Linked DNA regions of Gossypium hirsutum: region 1 is linked to region 2. The links are chromatin contacts, called in public Hi-C maps. All regions are on one chromosome and are shown on one strand. The core of a region is the stretch at or near the end of the contact, and the rest is flanking DNA. Distances in the headings are between cores, read along the strand shown. Region 1 holds the start of LOC121218502 (glycine dehydrogenase (decarboxylating), mitochondrial). Region 2 has its middle 14 kb from the start of LOC121218500.

Region 1 (4,281 bases), core at 271-2,770, 43 kb after region 2:
AGTTTCATCATGTGTGAGTCCTACTTAAATTAATTATTATGGTTTTACTTTGCATGTATATCTTTTCAATCTAAATTATGGGCTCAAGTTTCATCATGTGTGGCTTTTGTCTAAATTTAATATGACATAGGGCTAAATTTTAAATATATTCTAGCTTCTAATTGTTGTTAAATTGATTTAATTTTTTAATCATAAATTGTAATTGTACTTTAAAAGAAAAAATATGTTATTAGTCTATTTTTTAGATTTAAAATTTTAAGCTCAATTTTTAACTCTGATAAATTTTTTTATCAAATTCAAGTTAAATACAATGTTATTTTTTATTTATATGGTTACCAATTTTTTTTTACTTAAATACGTTACACTAGAAAATTTAATAGAAAATATTAATAATGTTAACAATTGAACTTAAATCTTGAAATATAAAAAGTAGAATGACTAAATTCCTAGAAAAGAAGTATAAAGATTAAGTTGTAAATTTATAAATAGTACAAGGACTTGTAGCATATTTTAACCAAAGATAAAAATCTCATAGTAATATTTTTTATTTTGTAAAAAGAATTACTTTTTGGAATAATATTTAGTGCATAAGACTCATGCACTATCGCATCATCATTAAGTTAAACAAAAAATATGAAGGACTTGTAAATAAATAAATAAATAATTATTTAAACATAATTAAATATTTATCATAACTATTATAAATAAATATTAATAACTCTTGAATTTATGATATTTGGTTGAAAAGTTTAGGGCCTTGGGCTCAGGTTTAGAGTTTTTAGCATTTATTTATAATTAATTATGTTTAAATATAATATTTATTTATAAATCATTCATTATTTTTATTTTATTTAATAATGAGATATCATATTATTATTTACTGACAGTGGCCGTACAATAAACATCCTCCATTAATTTTGATCAATTATTAACTCAATTAATTTATAGTTGATTAGTGACACAACTCAATTAGAGATTTAAATATAGTATAGATAGATGGGCATGGTTTAATCACGTATAAGTATTTCTTTTAAATATAATTATAATAAAAAATAATACCAATGTTACATCTATTTGATATTTAAAAAAAAGAATCAAAGTAGATATTCTTAAAGCAAAGCAATGATTAAAAAATTCAATCCAAGAGTCGAAATTGAACGGACTAAAACCGGATGTATGGCAAAGAGGGTTGGCATCAGTTGATTTGGATGACACGTACAGTACTACTTGCAATTGCAAGGATGATTTTTGAGATTCAAAGTTTGTTGGTCAAATTCTAAGCAAAGATTCATTTGATAAATCATTTTAACACATACTAATCATATATAAATAAAGAATGTAACTTGTTACTCTTAAAATAGTGACAATGCACAATAAAGATTGTACAATTATTGAGTGAGTATCTCAATAATTATGTAATGGACGAATTTTAATAGAATTCAACTAGTATTTTTATTTTTAAATTTGAAAGATTAAATTTTTAATTATAGTAAAGATAGATGGCAGTGAGAGGTTGAGGGTGAGGGATAATCAAGATAATGAGATTGTGAAACAGATATTGCCAACACACAATCTTCAATCTTCAATCTTCAATCTTCATCCAAAGAACCAGAAAGGGAGAAAAGAATAAGATTGAAATTTTATTTTCCTGAGATTTGTTTGATTAAAGAGATGGTGCCATGAATTGGTATCCATTGAATTTCAATCCTTTTTCTTGCAATTACTTCCATTCATTTTCTTTTGGAGGTTTGTGATTTCTTTTTTATGTTAATTTTGGAATCTGACATGTTATGTCCTCAAAAAAATATGTCTTTTTTCTCCATAGTTGCAGCGTCACCCATCATCCACCAAAATTCTTTAATTTTCCCATAAAAATAATTATTTTTTTCATGATTTTCATTTACATTTGATTATTTATGCACAACCATATATAAATATAGACAAAAGTATACACACAGTTCTACCACCAACCCACTTTCCCTTCTCTCACTCATGAAATAAAAATTAAACCTTTAAGCCTTTTTGTTTCATTGCCTCACCAACCCAAAGTTTCTTTTTCTTCTCCATTGCATTTTCATTACCAAAACCTTAAGAAAAAAACAAAGAAGCAACTTCTTTGATGGAGAGGGCAAGGAGGTTGGCTAGCAGGGCAATCCTTAAACGCTTGGTTAATGAAACCAAGCAATCAAGCAATGGGCAAATGAGCTGTAGATCACCTGTTTTATACACTCCTTCAAGGTATGTATCTTCACTGTCACCATTTGGTTCCAAGTATTATAGCAGATCAGATTTGTTAGGAGGTAGAAATGTACCAAACAGTTTTGGGTCACAACAAGTTCGATCCATCTCTGTTGAGGCATTGAAATCGAGTGATACTTTTCCCCGCCGCCATAACTCTGCAACCCCTGAGGAGCAGGCCAAAATGGCTGAATCTTGTGGGTTTGATAGTCTTGATTCCCTTATTGATGCAACTGTGCCTAAAGCTATACGTATTGATTCCATGAAGTTTTCAAAGTTTGATGAAGGGTTAACTGAGAGCCAAATGATTGAACACATGAAAATGTTGGAATCTAAGAACAAGATTTTCAAGTCATTCATTGGGATGGGTTATTATAACACTCATGTTCCCCCTGTGATTTTGAGGAACATAATGGAGAATCCAGCTTGGTACACTCAATACACACCTTACCAAGCTGAGATATCTCAAGGCAGGCTTGAGTCTTTGCTTAACTTCCAAACCATGATTACTGATCTCACTGGTTTGCCTATGTCAAATGCTTCATTGCTTGATGAGGGAACTGCTGCTGCTGAGGCTATGGCCATGTGTAACAATATTCTGAAAGGGAAAAAGAAGACTTTCATCATTGCTAATAATTGTCACCCTCAGACAATTGATATTTGTAAGACTAGAGCTGATGGTTTTGATCTTAAAGTGGTTACTGCAGATCTTAAGGATATTGATTACAGCTCTGGTGATGTTTGTGGGGTTTTGGTTCAGTATCCAGGGACCGAGGGTGAGGTTTTGGACTACGGGGAGTTTATTAAGAATGCTCATGCTCATGGTGTTAAGGTTGTCATGGCAACTGATTTATTGGCATTGACAGTGTTGAAGCCCCCAGGTGAACTTGGGGCAGACATTGTTGTTGGCTCGGCACAAAGGTTCGGGGTGCCGATGGGGTACGGTGGCCCTCATGCTGCGTTTTTGGCTACTTCTCAAGAGTATAAGAGGATGATGCCTGGACGAATTATCGGTGTTAGTGTTGATTCTTCCGGGAAGCCTGCTTTGCGTATGGCAATGCAAACCCGGGAGCAACATATTCGCAGGGACAAAGCTACCAGTAACATATGCACAGCTCAAGTAAGAGATTCGTCCTTATGTGTGATTATTGTTCATAATACATATTTCTCTTTGTATTTGGATGAATTGTCTTTGCTTTGTTTGACTTGATATATTGTTTTATCTAGGCATTACTAGCAAACATGGCTGCCATGTATGCTGTTTATCATGGACCTGAGGGCTTAAAGGCCATTGCACAACGTGTTCATGGTCTTGCTGGGGTATTTGCTTTGGGACTGAAGAAACTTGGCACCGTGGAAGTCCAGGGCCTTCCCTTCTTTGATACTGTGAAGGTTACATGTGCTGATGCCCATTCAATTGCTGATGCTGCTCGCAGGAGTGAGATAAACCTTCGGGTTCTTGATGCCAAAACAGTGAGTCTGATTGCACCTACCCGTTTGTTCGGTCAACACAATATTATATATCATGAGATAACCGGTACTTGGCTGATTTGCAGATTACTGTTTCGTTTGATGAAACAACTACTTTGGAAGATGTGGACAAGCTTTTCAAAGTATTTTCTGGTGGCAAACCAGTGAGTGCTAATAACCTCCTCCATTATAACAATGTTCACACTTGTATGTTTTTTGCCTTCTTAACCTTTATCTAACTTTCAGGTCTCATTCACTGCTGCATCTCTTGCATCCGAGGTTGAGACTGCAATTCCTTCTGGACTAGAACGACAGAGCCCATATCTTACACACTCGATATTTAACATGTATGTCACTTCCATAAAAAGGATGAGCTACTTGTAGCATATAAATCATATTTGTTACCCTCACTTTCATCTGTTTTCTTTTCAGGTATCACACAGAACACGAGTTGCTTCGATACATCCACAGGTTACAGTCAAAGGATCTCTCCTTGTGTCATAGTATGATTCCATTGGGATCTTGTACGATGAAACTAAATGCAACGGCTGAAATGATGCCTGTTACATGGCC
Region 2 (4,682 bases), core at 1,778-4,277:
GACTAAGTATTAAGCTCATCCCAAATCCCTTTTAAATATTTGGTATAATAGGCGAAGACAGTCATCCCTTGCTATAAGGTATTAATCATTTTAGTTTTCAACTGATGAATACGATGAGCATTAACTTGAGAAAATCTCTCTTATAAATTTGCCCATAATTCTTGTGATGTTACAAATAATACTACACTATCATGTAGTGTAGGATGAAGAGAATTAAATATCCAAGAAAGCACCATTGAATTGCATTTAATCCATGCAGATTCCTCTTGTGCTCCAAATAATGGACGTGTAATGGATCCATCAACAAAGCCATATTTACTTTTGGCTTGCAAAGCATTTGTCATGGCATGACGCCATGTGGGGTAATTTTCTTCTTTTAGGAGACAAGTTACTAAAGATGCCCCTGGGTTGTCAAAAGCATGAAGGATATAGGGTGAAAATATTTCAAGGTTTGTTTGAGGGGTTTTTGAAGAACAGTCTTCTGTCATGGTTAAAAGAAAGAACTGGAATTCTAACCATACTCCAATACCATGATAAAATAAGAAAAAAAAAAGCTGTTGTATTTCTTGTATATCATTATAGAATAATAAGATGATTATATACAAGTAGGAGCTCCAATTAACTCGTAAGTCAAGGAAAATAATATGCATAAATAAGGAAAAGATATACATAAAATATTCTTGAGATTATGGGTCAATAGTCACATTTAGTGCCCTTTGTTAATAAGTTGCTTTAGCTTTAGTGTTAGCATAATTTTTAATACTCATGAACGATTGCAATGCCTATGATGCCAGTATAATTCCAAATATTTGTGAGTTATCATAATTTTTGTAAGAAGAAATACAAACAAATTTTTTTAAATCAAATTGACCTCGTCTACAACACAAAGACCTTACCATTGCTTTTCGTATCAAGCAAGCACATTTTATAACTTTCCTTTTGATTAGGGGTAATTGTTATACATAAATATTTTAATCACAATGTAGGTCCATAAAAAACCCTTGTATTTATCGGCCTTCAAGGGATTACAGCAAGGGGTCTCACTTTTTATAGGTTTTTTCTTCTTTTTAACAAATTTAACAAAAGAATTTTAATGGTATTAACTATTGGACTTGTATTTTTTAAATTCAAAAAATAAAACAACTAAATTTTTTGAAATAAAAGTTGAAAGACTATATTTTAAATGTATAATGAGTAAAAAAAACTTAAAAGAATATTTTAATTTTAATTTTTTTTCAAAATTAACTAAGCTCAAGCTAATTAAATAAAAATATTTTAAAATGATTTATTAATCTATACGTATTTGGAAAAAGATAACCGCATCATATTCAAATTGGTGTGTACCACTAGAGATGGTAGCTAAAACAATGAACGTATACTAATTTAAATTTTGATCTAAACGTAGGGTATAATTAATTATATTATAAAAATGGAAATAAACACTATGTTCATACTGTAATTTTGTAACATTTGACATTAAATTAAGATGACACATGTTCATATATACCTTTCTTTACAATTTAATCTCTCTTCTTGAAATCAATTTACTTACTTTTTTTTAAATTATGATGTTAGTCCTTATTAAATTTTAATTGTTACATTTAATTTTGAAATAACCGCTTATTAATAATGATGAATTTGAATAAAATTTTTAAAATAATTATTAAATTGAACTCTGTCCAATTATATTTTGAATAAATCATGTCGTTAATAAAAAAAGCTTTAAAAAATTTAGTTTATAGTTCTTTTAAGGCTGGTTTAAACATTTTTAAATGAATATAATTAATGTGGGACAAAATATCAAAATAAACACGTATCTTCTTTTACTTTTTCCATATTGGTTTTTATATTAATTAATTAAATTATTTAAAAATTTACAATAGTTACGATAATTTTTAACATGAATATATACATATTTAGTATATATTACTATTAATAATTACGGAATTACATTAAAAATCTTGAAATAAATATACACTTAAAAATTTGTTTTGTTAATTTAGTATCATATATAAAAATATATTTACCATCATTATAATATCATAAATGATGAATAAAGAAACATTCGATTTTAATTTTTATTTGTTAAAACTTACCAATTTTAAAAATTAATTTAAATTAACAAATAAATATATTTTAAAAGATATATACAACAAGTCCGTGCATCGCATCAAATAAAAAATTAGTAATGTATTTTATTAGGTTCTAGCTAAATAAGGAATAAGTATCTATGCTCACATTACAATTTTTAGACATGTCACACTTTCCATTTCAAGCACTTATTTCCATATTGGGTAAATGACCTTTTAATCTTTTAAGTTGTTTCATGCATTTTCGTTTAAATTTATTTTATATAGATTTTTATATATTAAATATAAAGTCTTACTTTCAAATTTTGCTTAGCTTTTAAGACTGGTAAATATTAAATTGTTAAGTTTAAATATAGTTAGAAAAAGGCACATATTAAAATAAAATTTATTTATTTTTCAAATATAATAAGAGTTAATTATATTCATTGAGGAAAAATAAATATAAAAATCGAGTATTAACAATTATAACATTAAAACAAATTAATTTAACAATATATAACACATAATCTATAAAAATATATTAATAATATGAGTGAGTATTTGATACACTCGCAGTATATTATTTTATTCCACAAGCGGCCTCACCCTTATATGACACTTCCAAATAATTTCTCTAATAACATTATTTAAACTATAATTAAGTAGTATTAATACTCAAACCATGATGGATTTTAGTATTATTCTAATATTAAATATCATTAATAGAATTTAAATACATTAATTTCTTCGATTTTTAAATAATTTTAAACAAAAATTAATATGCATCGTAAATGTAAGGTTTTATATATTTTTAAAATTGTATATTAAATTAACATAAATTACCAAAAGCAAAATTCTGACCACAAAAATGTAATGTTAACCTTCCAAACAAGGCCTTACCAACTCTATTGGTATACTGAACCAAAAGAAACCTTCTATTGCTATAATGTTGACAAATCATTGGGGCCCACTTTTTAGTCACCTCTTTCACTCTTTGCTCGCCGCGTCATCTCTCTTACACTTGCATCCTACGTGACATCTTCTCTTTATATTACGCGTTTCTCTCAAAAAGAAAAAGAAAACACGATGACGATAAGAGTGGGAGGGGGAGGGGGAGAAGGAGAAGAATCGAAGTCCCCGGAGGCTGAACTTTCCGGCGAATTTTCCGGGAATTTGAGCGTCTTGCTGGCGGAATCCGACGACGAAAGCGAGTTTTCCAACGAGGGTTCGGTCGAAAAAGAGAAACTGGAGGAGATAATGCAAGAGCTATACAAAGAGATAACAGTGACAAGCTCTTCTTACAACGCTTCGCCCACAGTAACTTCGTCTCTTCCGTTCTTTGGCGAGAGCTGCGGGGCTTCGATGTCTGACTCGTCGTCCAGTGTGATGGCTGGCATTGAGTTGGTGGCACCCACGAAGGAGTTATTGGTTATTGGGATGGGGTTTAACGATAACAAAAGTGTAATGGTAGATGAAGTAAAGGAAATGGACGTCTGTGATGATGATCAATGGCTGGCACGAGCTCTAGGCTGGGTGTCAATGGAACTTGAGGAGTCCCATCAGTGGAATTTGGCGTTCAGTGAGACCCCTTGGACTGTAGGGATGTGGTGTCCTTGGGAAGGGTGACTTGCATTAATTTAACCCTTTTTATTTGATTTTCACATGAGATACAACTCATACAACTAGTTTATCTTTAGGGTTTAGATATCTAAATCTGTCCTTAATTTTCATGTATCTCCTTTAAATTATGTAAGGGTTGGTTAGAGATGAGTATGGAGGGGGTGAGGTGGGAATTGTTCCCTTCACTTTTTATGTCATGCTTGCATAGCTGTTTAAAACACATATTGGTTATATCCATAACAACTTCACATTTTTCTTCACCCTTCTTTTACTAATGCTATTTTGATTTAATATTGTTAAATTATACTTTAGTATGTGCATAATATAAAAATAAAATATATTCATAATCTTTTGAGTTATAATTTTGTTTAATCTCTTTGAGAATGCTCCCAAGTTCTTGTAAGACCAAGATGAACTAGAGAACGACGAAGCTTGTCCTCTGGTTAATCCCAGAGAAAAGCAAGTGAACAAATCTAATAAAGGTGAATGAGAAAAGAGAGCCCTTTTTGAGGGGAAATTGCCGTCGATAAGATAAAGGTGGATTGGTATGCAACTACCTCCATTTACATTGCCGAATTTGTAGAGTTTTTGGTGCCCCAGGTCCATGGTGGTCCCTTAGGTTAAGGACCATGACCAAGTTTCCACTACCTCTTCGGTTCAGTGGTTTAGGGTTCCTACAGCTCCACTTTCCCCTTGTAATCATTATGGTGCTCGAATGCAGACGACCTTATGTAACTTCTGGATACCAAAGGGCTTCTAGGCCCTGTTTGAGCTGTTTCTCCCTTATCTTTTTATTTGGATTGTGTTGGTCTTGGGCTATGCCTTGAACTGGGTTCTTATGTGTCGTGGCTTAACTATGCCTTGCACTGGGCTTTACTGTAACTCTTTCGTGGGTTCAGGAGACATTCGGATAAAGGGATTCATAGTACATTAATAGCTGAAGCCCACGACGAGGTGTTGCTCCCTCACCTGTTTCTACTTGGGACATTTGCC

What was found. Hi-C and Micro-C count contacts between places; a contact is called where the count stands out from the background.
Region 1: a Hi-C map of leaf shows a contact between it and region 2, with 2.4 times the contacts expected there. The contact joins the promoter of LOC121218502 here to the enhancer-like site in region 2. A contact is called at or near these places in 13 of 34 Hi-C or Micro-C datasets (callus, hypocotyl, leaf and 1 more).

The regions. Positions count from the first base shown.
Region 1 is chrD06:19,291,523-19,295,803 of Gossypium_hirsutum_v2.1, forward strand. LOC121218502 (glycine dehydrogenase (decarboxylating), mitochondrial) reads left to right here and starts at 1,521. Exons shown (of 15, transcript XM_041095747.1): 1 at 1,521-3,358; 2 at 3,466-3,711; 3 at 3,795-3,872; 4 at 3,955-4,055; 5 at 4,141-4,281. The coding sequence starts at 2,120.
Region 2 is chrD06:19,246,999-19,251,680 of Gossypium_hirsutum_v2.1, forward strand. No RefSeq gene overlaps it. Among protein-coding and RNA genes, the nearest start is that of LOC121218500, 14 kb to the right of the region's middle. Within about 2 kb of position 3,028, at least 9 of the 9 cell types and tissues checked have an H3K27ac peak or open chromatin away from gene starts, as enhancers often do. A contact at or near this core is called in hypocotyl and leaf, where this site is marked.